3 separate regions of the Gossypium hirsutum genome follow, and all the other regions are linked to region 2. The links are chromatin contacts, called in public Hi-C maps. All regions are on one chromosome and are shown on one strand. Each heading gives the region's core, a stretch centred on a gene start, on an enhancer-like site or on the middle of the called end of the contact. The rest is flanking DNA. Distances are from core to core; before and after follow the strand shown. Region 1 holds the start of LOC107950117 (acetylornithine deacetylase). Region 2 has its middle 7.5 kb from the start of LOC121223346. Region 3 holds the start of LOC121223348 (AT-hook motif nuclear-localized protein 23).

Region 1 (3,256 bases), core at 630-3,129, 54 kb before region 2:
ATGCCGAGCTCCAATGCATTTATAGCCTATAGATAAAGAAAATCTTTGAAGTACAAGTACATAGAGAATCGAAAAACAAGAATAGTTAGGATTTCTATTTGTTTATATTGTATACCTTGTGTGGTAAACCACTGTGAAAAAGCTTCCCCGTCACTTGAAGTTTCCACGGTATCATACCACCGGTACCAATGCAAGGTTGTTTATCAGCCGTATCAATCCAGAAACTGCAAAATCAAAAGATTTAGTATATGAAAAATGACAAGAAACAATAAGCATTATCCATCCGGAATATGTTTCAATCTACTAATATGAAAACTACGCACAGTGGGCCTCCCTTCAGTTTATCAAGCAGACCATCCTTCACTAAAGCATCAACACCAACTCCAGATATAGCCGAGTTCTCTTCATTAGCTATAAAAACTGCAACAACAGTCGATTCTAGCTTCGGTTTTGTCTCAGCAAGTCTCTTCATTAGTTCAGTCACAAGTGCAACATGTCCCAAACAATCAGTAGTTCCACGGCCACGAAGCTTATCGCCATCAATGCTCAACGAGAAAGGATCAAAATCCTATAAAAACCCCATTATCAACTTTCCATTCTAAGAAAAATTCAGCAAAAATGATCCAAGACACAATATCATAGTTCCTATTGTATGAAAACTATAAATCACTAGAAATTAAACAAAATTAACTTCATCCAAACAATATATATACACATAAATATATAAGTGGGTAAAAGTACCATAAAAGCACCTATACTAGGAGCCAGATTGCATTTTGCTCCATCTACTTAAACAATGGGCAAATTAATCCTTATACATAAGGCTGAAGAGCAAATTGGTCCAGTTAGAAATTTCATCCATTTATACGCTGACAATATAACTAACAACTAACATGTACTGTGCCATCTGTACCTTATATTGACTATATTGACGTACATGACTAGTTTTTAACAACAGAAATGGATGAAATTTTTAATAGAAAGACCCCTTTGCTCTTTTGATCTAAAGTGTATAAGGACTAATTTGACTATTTTTTTAGTAGAAGGGGCAAAATGTAATCCGACTCGAAAGCCACCATGGTACTCTTACCTATATAAGTGCTGCAAAACGCTAATTCAAGCCAAAATCCATAGCTCCTATTGTATGAAAACTGTAAATCACTAGAAATTAAACAAAATTAACTTCACCCCAAGCATATATATATTATAAAGTGCTGGATTAGCTTCATCCCGAGCACATATATACACAAATAAGTGCTGCAAAAAGCTAATTCAAGCCACAATCCATAGAATTAATCAAAATCAAAACACACCCAAATCCTTAAACAACACGATTACAATTACATAACATTACAAACCAAACCCAGAAATTAAACATGACCCTAAAACTCAAACATTCAAACATTTAAACAAAAACCCAAGTTTTGAATGATGAAGAAAAATGAAACCCAAAATCAAAATCTATAAAAATATTGAAAGGATAAAAGAGGAGTACCCAATCATTTGGGTTAGCGGTGACAACATCCATATGCATACCAACAAAAGACAAGATCTTTCCAGGTTGAGTCCCAGGATATTCCACAATGAGATTGCCTCTACCAGGGAAATAAGTGACATGGTTAACGATCAAAGGACCACCGGTTGTGGTGCTGTAAGGAAGCAGACAATCTAGTACATGTTTGATTACCCTGTCTTCTTCCGGGATTAGTTCTGGTGGGTTGTTTTGTAAGAACTTGGATTCACCTATAATTTTGGTTAGCAGTGAGATGAAGGATTCCTTGTTTAGATCGCCTAGTGTTTGCTTCAAGTTCGAAGTTGCCATTGGAGAAAGATTCTTAGGACGAAACAGGGGAGAGTTTTGCGTTTTGCAAGGTAATCGTCCCACGTTTGGCATAAAAAGGACTAGAATAAAAGGTTAAATTTTGATTTTGGTCCGTTTACTATATTCGAATTTGAAATTTAGTTCTATAGTTTGGTATAAATTTATGTGGTAAAAGTATATTGAGGCACTTGTATTAGGAATTAGTTTGCATTTCGTCTCCTATGCTAAAAAAATGGGCAAATTAGTCACTACACGTTAGATCAAATAGTAGATTAATCATTCTATTAAAATTTTCATCTATTTTTATCGTTAAAAGTTGATTCTATATGTTAACATGAGATACATGTGACATGCCATACATAATTGTCAGGTTATTCTGTTAGCATGAGGTACGCAATAGAAATTGATAAAATTTTTAATAGAAATGACCAATTTGCTTTTTGATTTAACGTATAGGAACTAAATTACTCATTTTCTAAGTATAGTGGGCAAAATGTAATCTGACTCCTAGTGCACGAGCCTCCATAATACATTTATCACTGAGTTAGATTGCATTTTGCCCACTCTACTCAAAGTTGACAAATTAATCCCTATATATTAGATCAAAGAGCAAACTAGTCTTCTGTTAATAATTACTAGCATGAGGTACACGTGGCATGCCAAATGTAACTACCTGGTTATATGTTGCCACTCAACTTTTAGCCGTATAAATGGATGAAAATTTTAATAAAAAAGACCAATTTGCTTTTTGATCTAATGTATAATGACTAATTTACCTTTTTTGAGTAAATGAGCAAAATGCAATTTAACTTTTAATACAGGGGCCTCCATGATACTTTTGTCAAATTTATCTTATATTTTTAACTCAGTTGACATTGTTGGTATTGAAACATGTAAGAGAAAATGAGTTCAAATGTGCTTAAGAGTGTATTATTCTCCACTTCAAGGGTTTATAGAGTTATACATACAAATTCAATTATTATTTTTTAACTCGAATTCGCACTAATTTATGAGTTAATTGGTTGTTTACATTGTTTTGTACCTATATACCCATCGATTCATAATCCAACTTATCCAAACTAATTTCAACAACTTTTTATAATGTTCGAAACAAGTAATGCCCGTAACTAATCTAATTAACATGTCACGACCTTCTCCTAGAAACACCATTTTCGATTCATCATATTAACATGCAAGTAGGGTTAAACTCAAGCAAGCAATGGGCCTAAATGAAGCCTTCATGAGCCTATTAATGCTTTTACCCAGTTGAAAGACATGGGCCTAATAAATATGGCTATACTAGTAAACTATTCGATGAATCTTATTGCAACTTAATTTGATAATGAAAATTAAATAATTTGAATTTGTCCTATTTAAATTCAAATAGATTCAAACTTGAAATAATTTAAATATGCAATAACTCGTTCAAAAAAC
Region 2 (3,559 bases), core at 502-3,001:
ATCCTCCATTTTCTTTTGGTCTACAAATCTGCTTCCAATTGACTTTCGCCATTTTCTGTTTGCCATCCAACCCTCCCCACAAAAATTTCTCCTAATTTTATCAATTCTTTTAATTACAGTCATCGGGGCCTGAAATAAAGACATAAAATAGATTGGAAGAGACGATAATACTGCGTTAACCAACACTATCCTAGCTGCCCATGACATACTTCTACCTTTCCATCCCGCCAATTTCTTTCTAAATTTCTCAACCACCACGTCCCAAGTAGCTACCCTTCTCGAATCTGCTCCTAAAGGAATACCCAAATAGCAAATAGGCAACACCCCAACCTTACATTTACATATAGCTGCCAAACGGTAAAGAAATTCCTCATTAACTCCAGACCCCACAATACACGATTTTTTGAAGTTAATACTCAACCCCGAAAAAGTCTCGAAGCAACGGAGAATAAATTTCATATTTTCCACTACCATTTCCTCTGCCTTTAAAAACAAAATCGTGTCGTCCGCAAACTGTAAGTGTGAAATCGTTTAATAAGTGAAGCACTTCCGTAACCAGAATGAACAAGAATGGAGATAAAGGATCTCCTTGGCGTAATCCACGACCAAATTTGTAGCTAACCCATTAACCAGGATAGCTGCTCTCACCGTAGTAACATTAAAATAATAAATCATATTAATTATATTAATAAATATAAATAATTAAATATTTATGTTTAATAATATTGAATATTATAATATTTGATATTAAAACTATATTTTTTAAAAATATTTTAAAATTAAAATTAAAATTTATTATTAATATAATAATTTTAGGTTTGGTTCAAGTTAATTTTTATATAAAAACAAAATTACTTATAAACGAGCTTATTTTCAAAAAATGACTTATACTTTTAAAAAAGATATGTCAATTTATAAGAAAAGAGGCTTATTTTCCATTGACTTATAAATAATTTTCCGTTGATCAAGCTATTTTTCATAAAACAAATATAAAAAAATACAAAATAATTTTTTTTGTAAATAATTTTTTATGAAACCAACACAACCTACATTTACCAATTATCATATATATAACTTCTTTTAACATTCATTATTTTAAAAAAAACGGCAGTTATAAATAATTATTTCATCCACATGTTGCAATTTTTAGTATATAGATATATAAGGCGTAACTAGGAGGTAGGCAGGAACTTTAGCCCCTTAATAAAATAGTATAATATTCTTTTTCAGTCCCTTTTAAAAATAATAATTCACTTTAATTCATTTCAACTCTATAATTAAATAAAAATTACATTTTGAGCCCTTATAAAAAGTAATAATTTAATTTAATATATTTTCATATTAATTCTCGGATCAATTGATTTTTTTTTGCCTCGAATCAATGTATCGATCAATTGATCCATCAAGTTTTGGTAATTTTTGACAAGGTCAAATTCGAATTTAGGTTTGAAATTTTTTTGAATCCAACTTTGGCACATGAATAAAGTTAATTTACATACATATGTGAACTATTTAGCCCTTTCAAATTTTTAAAAAAATAATTTTTTACTTAAAAAATGTATTTCCCTTTCAAAACCAATATTAGTTTTTATAAAATAATATTTTTAAAAAATATTTTTCACCAACAAAGTGGTTGAGAGAATTCTAGTATTTTTTGTGTTTTTGGGCTTTACAAGGTTAAATTGTCCCTATTTGGTTACATTGGACCAAGCAACTCAGCCAAGTTTTGATCTTAAGGCCCATAATCAACACAATGGGCTCCAATATTGAGAGATGATTGGAGAACCAATTAGACCTTGCCATAACTAAAACACAATACAATATAAAAATTCACCTAGGAAAGAATCTACCTAGACTGTATCTATCATTATTAATATAAATTAAATAATTTATTCACTTAATATCTTGATCCGTAGAAATTTCTAAATTATTAATATAATACTATTTTAAATATGATTATAACATATAGAAATCATATGGACACAATATGAATACTAGCTTATCTTGACTTGTTACCAGGGACAAATTCAAGAAATGTTGACATAAGCATTAGCTCCCTTGTTCCTTCAAATACTACTTCAATAAGTTAAATTCTGTTATTAGTCCACGTAATTTGCAAAAGTTGTAGATTTAATTCTTATAGTTAGGCTAATTTTAGTTTTTGTACTTTTGAACTGGTTAATTTTAATCTCTGTACTTATCGAATTTTGAATTTTTTATCTTAGCTAGAGCAGTAGTAGTTAAATTCATTTGATTAAATTCAATTATCGGTCATGTACTATGCTAATAGTTATAGATTTGGTCTATATTCTCCAATTGGATCATTTTAAGTCCCTATACTTTTCGAATTTTAAAATTCTAGTCTTTATGCAAATGATAGTTGTTAATTCATTAACTAGATTTTTAGTTTGTATATGTGAAAATAACAAGCTGGCATGGCATTATACTTATGATTATATGTTCAGCGTATTTGATTTTGGAAATAATAGAACTTAATGAATTTAACTGTTGTTGTTTGGTAAGGACTGTGATTTGTAAGTTTGAAAAGTATAGGGACTAAAAATGACCAAATTAAAGTCCAGAGATTAAATCCATAACTTTTGCAAAGTACAAAGACTAATATCAAGTTTTAACTAATTAAATATTTGTTAAAACATTGATAAAATTACATTTTGTTGTTCCGAAAATTTTATGATTTAATTTTGACCTCCCAACACAAAATTATGGTAAAAGTACCATGAAAGCCCTATACTAAGAGTCAAATTGCATTGTCTCATATACTCAAAAATGGGCAGATTAGTCCCTATAGGTTAGATTAAAGAGTAATTGGTCCCTTCTATTCAAAATTTTATCTATTTTTACTGTTAAAAACTGGTATAACTGACAAAATAATTAGATAATTATACATTATATGCCACATGTAACTCATGCTGACATATAGGAACTAATTTTTAACATTGAAAATGGATAAAATTTTTAAAAGAATTAATTTACTCTTTAATCTAATATATATATATATATATATCTTCTACTATACTCTTACCAAACTTTTTGGTCCCTACCTACTCTTAGGCACCATGTAGCCCAGCTTTCATTTGCGTCTATGCTTTCCGCTCCTCAAAAGGAGGCCTCTTATTTGGACTGTTTTGGCTCCATTAACTATGATTTGCTTTATAATCTATTTACCCTATTATTATATTCTCTTAATTAAAATATTATATTATAATCTTTCTTGTTTAGACTTTTGGTTGTCATTGTTTGATTAAAATATTGATGAATGGGTTCCTGTTCCATTCATTAAAAGTCTTAATTTATCTCTTGGAAGAAACCCCAACTAATAACATAAAAGCTTTGAAAGGGTTCTTCCACATTGAAACAATTAAAAATAAATAAAAGCTAGACAAAATTGGGGTGTCTTCATTATAAGTGGCACAATATTCGTCCTTTGATTATTCCTTTTTGAAGCTAAGGACATGTTTTATTGAGATTAGTGATGGCTTTAATTATTAATTTCTTTTTTATGTTTACAATGCTTTTCTTTATCTTTACTTTTCATGCC
Region 3 (3,367 bases), core at 830-3,329, 52 kb after region 2:
ATCTAAACCCCATCCACACAATTCAAATCCAATGCATCTTCTTCTCCTCTACTTCTAGGGTTCATTTGCTCAATTGTTTTCTTTTCTAATAAAACAATCACACACCCTTTCTGCCTCGTGCATTCCACCTTCCATCCATTCTTGAATTTTTTTTCAAAATTGAAGCTTCGAAAACTTTGAGATGTTAAAACATTTATTTTTTCAAAATTGAAGCTTCGAAAACTTTGAGATCTTAAGTTTAAGTACTATACGAGGATTCTCTTCTAAATTTGTTCTAATTAATTAATTAATTAATTAATTAATTTGAGTTCAACCACAATTCAATACAACATTTATAGTAATTAGTTTTGAAGAGAAATTTTGATACAAGGGTAGAAATACAAATTATCCATGGGTGAATCTAAGATTGATATCGATTGGGAATTGTAACACTTGTTTTGCCATTATCCTTTTGATTTAATCCATTAAATTTCTTCATTAATTACATAGGTATTCATTGATGTTGAGACTTTAACTGTTTAAGATGTCATTATATTCATTGATGTTGAGACCTTATCTATTTAAGATGTCATTGTTCGAACAATACTTGAGACAACAAGTTGGAACACAAGTGTAATGAATTTTGTTGACATCTTTGACTTGGATTATTTGGCTTTATTTGGTGCTTAAGTTGATTTGAATTTATTTAAATGTGAATATTATATTTTGAAATTTAAGGAGATTTTGTGCGAATAATTCTTTTATTTTTAATGCTAATTTATCTACTCAATTACTTGGACAAGGTATTGATCTCAACCTATATAGAGGTTGCATTGCTGCATATGTTGGGTGTGCTTGTTGAGTGCTTTTGACTGATTATTTGCTTAACTTTGCTTTGTATTTTTGCACTATTTTGTTTATATATTTCTTCGAAAGTAAACCTTATTATAAGTAAGATTATTTGGGATGAGTGATTGTAACATTGGAGGTTCTTTGTTAGCACTGCAATTATCTATAGTATAAAGTAGATTAGGCTTTAGCCAATATGATTTTAGATTCATTGTTGAGTAAACTCATTCACTAAGCGAGACTCCATAAAGTAAAATAGACGAATTCAAATTGCATTGACAAATATCGTGTATTCTCTTTTTGAATTTGTTAAATATACTACTTTGTTCCAACTTTTGTTTGGTACATTAATTAGAATAATTGGTTGGAACAACTAACAAACCAAAAGCTTTCTTAATTCATATCTTTTCACAAATATTCCCCATGCTCTTGAATTCTCCAATTGTATTAATTTTTTATTAAAGGAATTATCAATCTATAAGTTATGGTGATTCCAAATATATAACGTTATAAATTTAAAATAAATCAATGTACTCCTCAATATTTATACATCGTGTTGACTTAATTTAAAAAAATTAATATATTTACACATTGTATAATTTATTTATATTTTATATTTTTTCTTTTCTTTATGACACTTTAATCTAAAAAGTTAAAAAAATAAACAAATTTATTAGCCAAATTTGATTGAAAGTATAAGAAACACCAAAAAATCCAAGACAATAAATTTAATTTTTTTTCTTATTCTTTTAAAATCAGCCTTCAATGTTACAAAGAAAAATAAAATCACAAAAAAGTTCAAATTACACAATATGTAAATGTTGAGAGTAATTTTTTTTAGAATCAACACTAAATTAACACAAATGTATAAATACTGAGGGTAAAGTTGCTATTATACCAATTTTAAAAGTTACCAAGTTATCTTCCTGCTAGTCACCACAAAAGAAAAAAGTCAAATAATTAAATGACCATTTTGTAACTTTTCATATAATTGGGTGAGTAAAACAGAAATTTATTAATAATTAAGTGACTAGAGAATGAAATTTACCCATCAATAAAATAAAATAACCTTACTATTTTAAACGCCCACGCTCATAAAAATGAGAGTAGTGTTGGCATCCACCAACTTTGCATCTCAAAAAAAGAAAATAAAAATAAAGAAATAATTTCAACCAATTCATAGTATATTAGAAATGACTGCGTTTTTTATTATATATATAAACTTTGTTTTGTCTCCTCCTTCACCTCCCTTCTTCCACTTCACCGCCCTTTCCTTTGCCTATACTCAATTCTTCGTTGTTTTCAATTTTCTCTTCTTTTTCTCTTTTAAAATCAAAAACCCTTTCTCTTCATAGCCTTTCCCTTTTTTTTTTTAGTCCAGTTTTTTTTTATATAAATTTAAACAAATCTCCTTTGTTGAACAGTTTTTAATCTAAATTAACTTACATATATATATATTATATATACTACTAAGTTATTAACATGGCTGGTCTTGATTTAGGCTATGTTCATCATCAACTTCATAGACCTGACCTTCATCTTCAACACCAATCTGAACATGAAGACCACCTTACCGGTGGCGGAAGCGGCGGTGGATCAGCCGATGACTTGATGAACACAGGTCATAATGATCTTGTTGCTCGTAGACCAAGGGGTCGTCCACCTGGTTCCAAAAACAAGCCTAAACCACCAGTTATTATCACCAGAGAAAGTGCAAACACCCTTAGAGCTCACATTCTTGAAATTGGCAACCGCTGTGATGTATTCGATTGTATAGCCAACTATGCTCGGAGACGACAAAGGGGTATCTGTATATTATCCGGCAGTGGTACGGTCACCAACGTCACCATTAGACAACCATCAGCAACTGGTTCTGTGGTTACCCTTCATGGTAGATTCGAGATTTTATCACTTTCCGGTTCGTTTCTACCACCGCCAGCTCCACCCGGTGCCACCAGTTTAACCATCTTTTTAGCCGGTGGTCAAGGACAAGTTGTAGGTGGAAACGTAGTTGGTGAACTTATGGCAGCTGGACCTGTTATCGTCATAGCTTCATCCTTTACAAATGTAGCTTATGAAAGATTACCTTTAGAAGAAGATGACGGTGGTGGAAACGGCGGTGCAAACGGCGGTGGAAATGGAAATAACATGTTTGCTGATCCAGGTTCTACTACACAACAAGGTGGGTTACCTTTCTTTAATTTGCCACTTAATATGCCTCCTAATGTTCAATTACCAGTTGAAGGATGGCCTGGAAATTCCAGTGGTAATAGACCTCCATTTTGAGAACTTGTCATTTATGGTGGATCATAAAAAGGTCAGCAAAATTTCATGGGAACTAGTTTATGTTCATCTTATGTTGAATGTTAATTTTAGGGTATTTTTAGGCTTTCTTTTTGGGGGATTTTTGGAATCTATGATTTAAGGAAAATAGTTTCTTTCTTGTTGATGATATGGAACAATTAACTTTCTTGCTATAAGAAAAAAAAAATGGTTTGATATTATGATGTATGGATAACAATGTGTTACTAACATATAT

What was found. A called contact is a pair of places that touch in the nucleus more often than the background predicts.
Region 1: a Hi-C map of leaf shows a contact between it and region 2, with 4 times the contacts expected there. The contact joins the promoter of LOC107950117 here to the enhancer-like site in region 2. A contact is called at or near these places in 11 of 34 Hi-C or Micro-C datasets (anther, callus, hypocotyl and 2 more).
Region 3: a contact with region 2 is called in a Hi-C map of leaf, with 2.9 times the contacts expected there. The contact joins the promoter of LOC121223348 here to the enhancer-like site in region 2. A contact is called at or near these places in 18 of 34 Hi-C or Micro-C datasets (callus, cotyledon, hypocotyl and 3 more).

What each region holds. Positions count from the first base shown.
Region 1 is chrA03:677,580-680,835 of Gossypium_hirsutum_v2.1, forward strand. LOC107950117 (acetylornithine deacetylase) reads right to left here and starts at 1,880. Exons shown (of 10, transcript XM_016884878.2): 1 at 1,496-1,880; 2 at 324-568; 3 at 116-224; 4 at 1-26. The coding sequence starts at 1,822.
Region 2 is chrA03:732,175-735,733 of Gossypium_hirsutum_v2.1, forward strand. No RefSeq gene overlaps it. Among protein-coding and RNA genes, the nearest start is that of LOC121223346, 7.5 kb to the right of the region's middle. Within about 2 kb of position 1,752, at least 7 of the 9 cell types and tissues checked have an H3K27ac peak or open chromatin away from gene starts, as enhancers often do. A contact at or near this core is called in cotyledon and leaf, where this site is marked.
Region 3 is chrA03:783,804-787,170 of Gossypium_hirsutum_v2.1, forward strand. LOC121223348 (AT-hook motif nuclear-localized protein 23) reads left to right here and starts at 2,080. Exons shown (of 1, transcript XM_041104630.1): 1 at 2,080-3,329. The coding sequence starts at 2,311. The coding sequence ends at 3,114.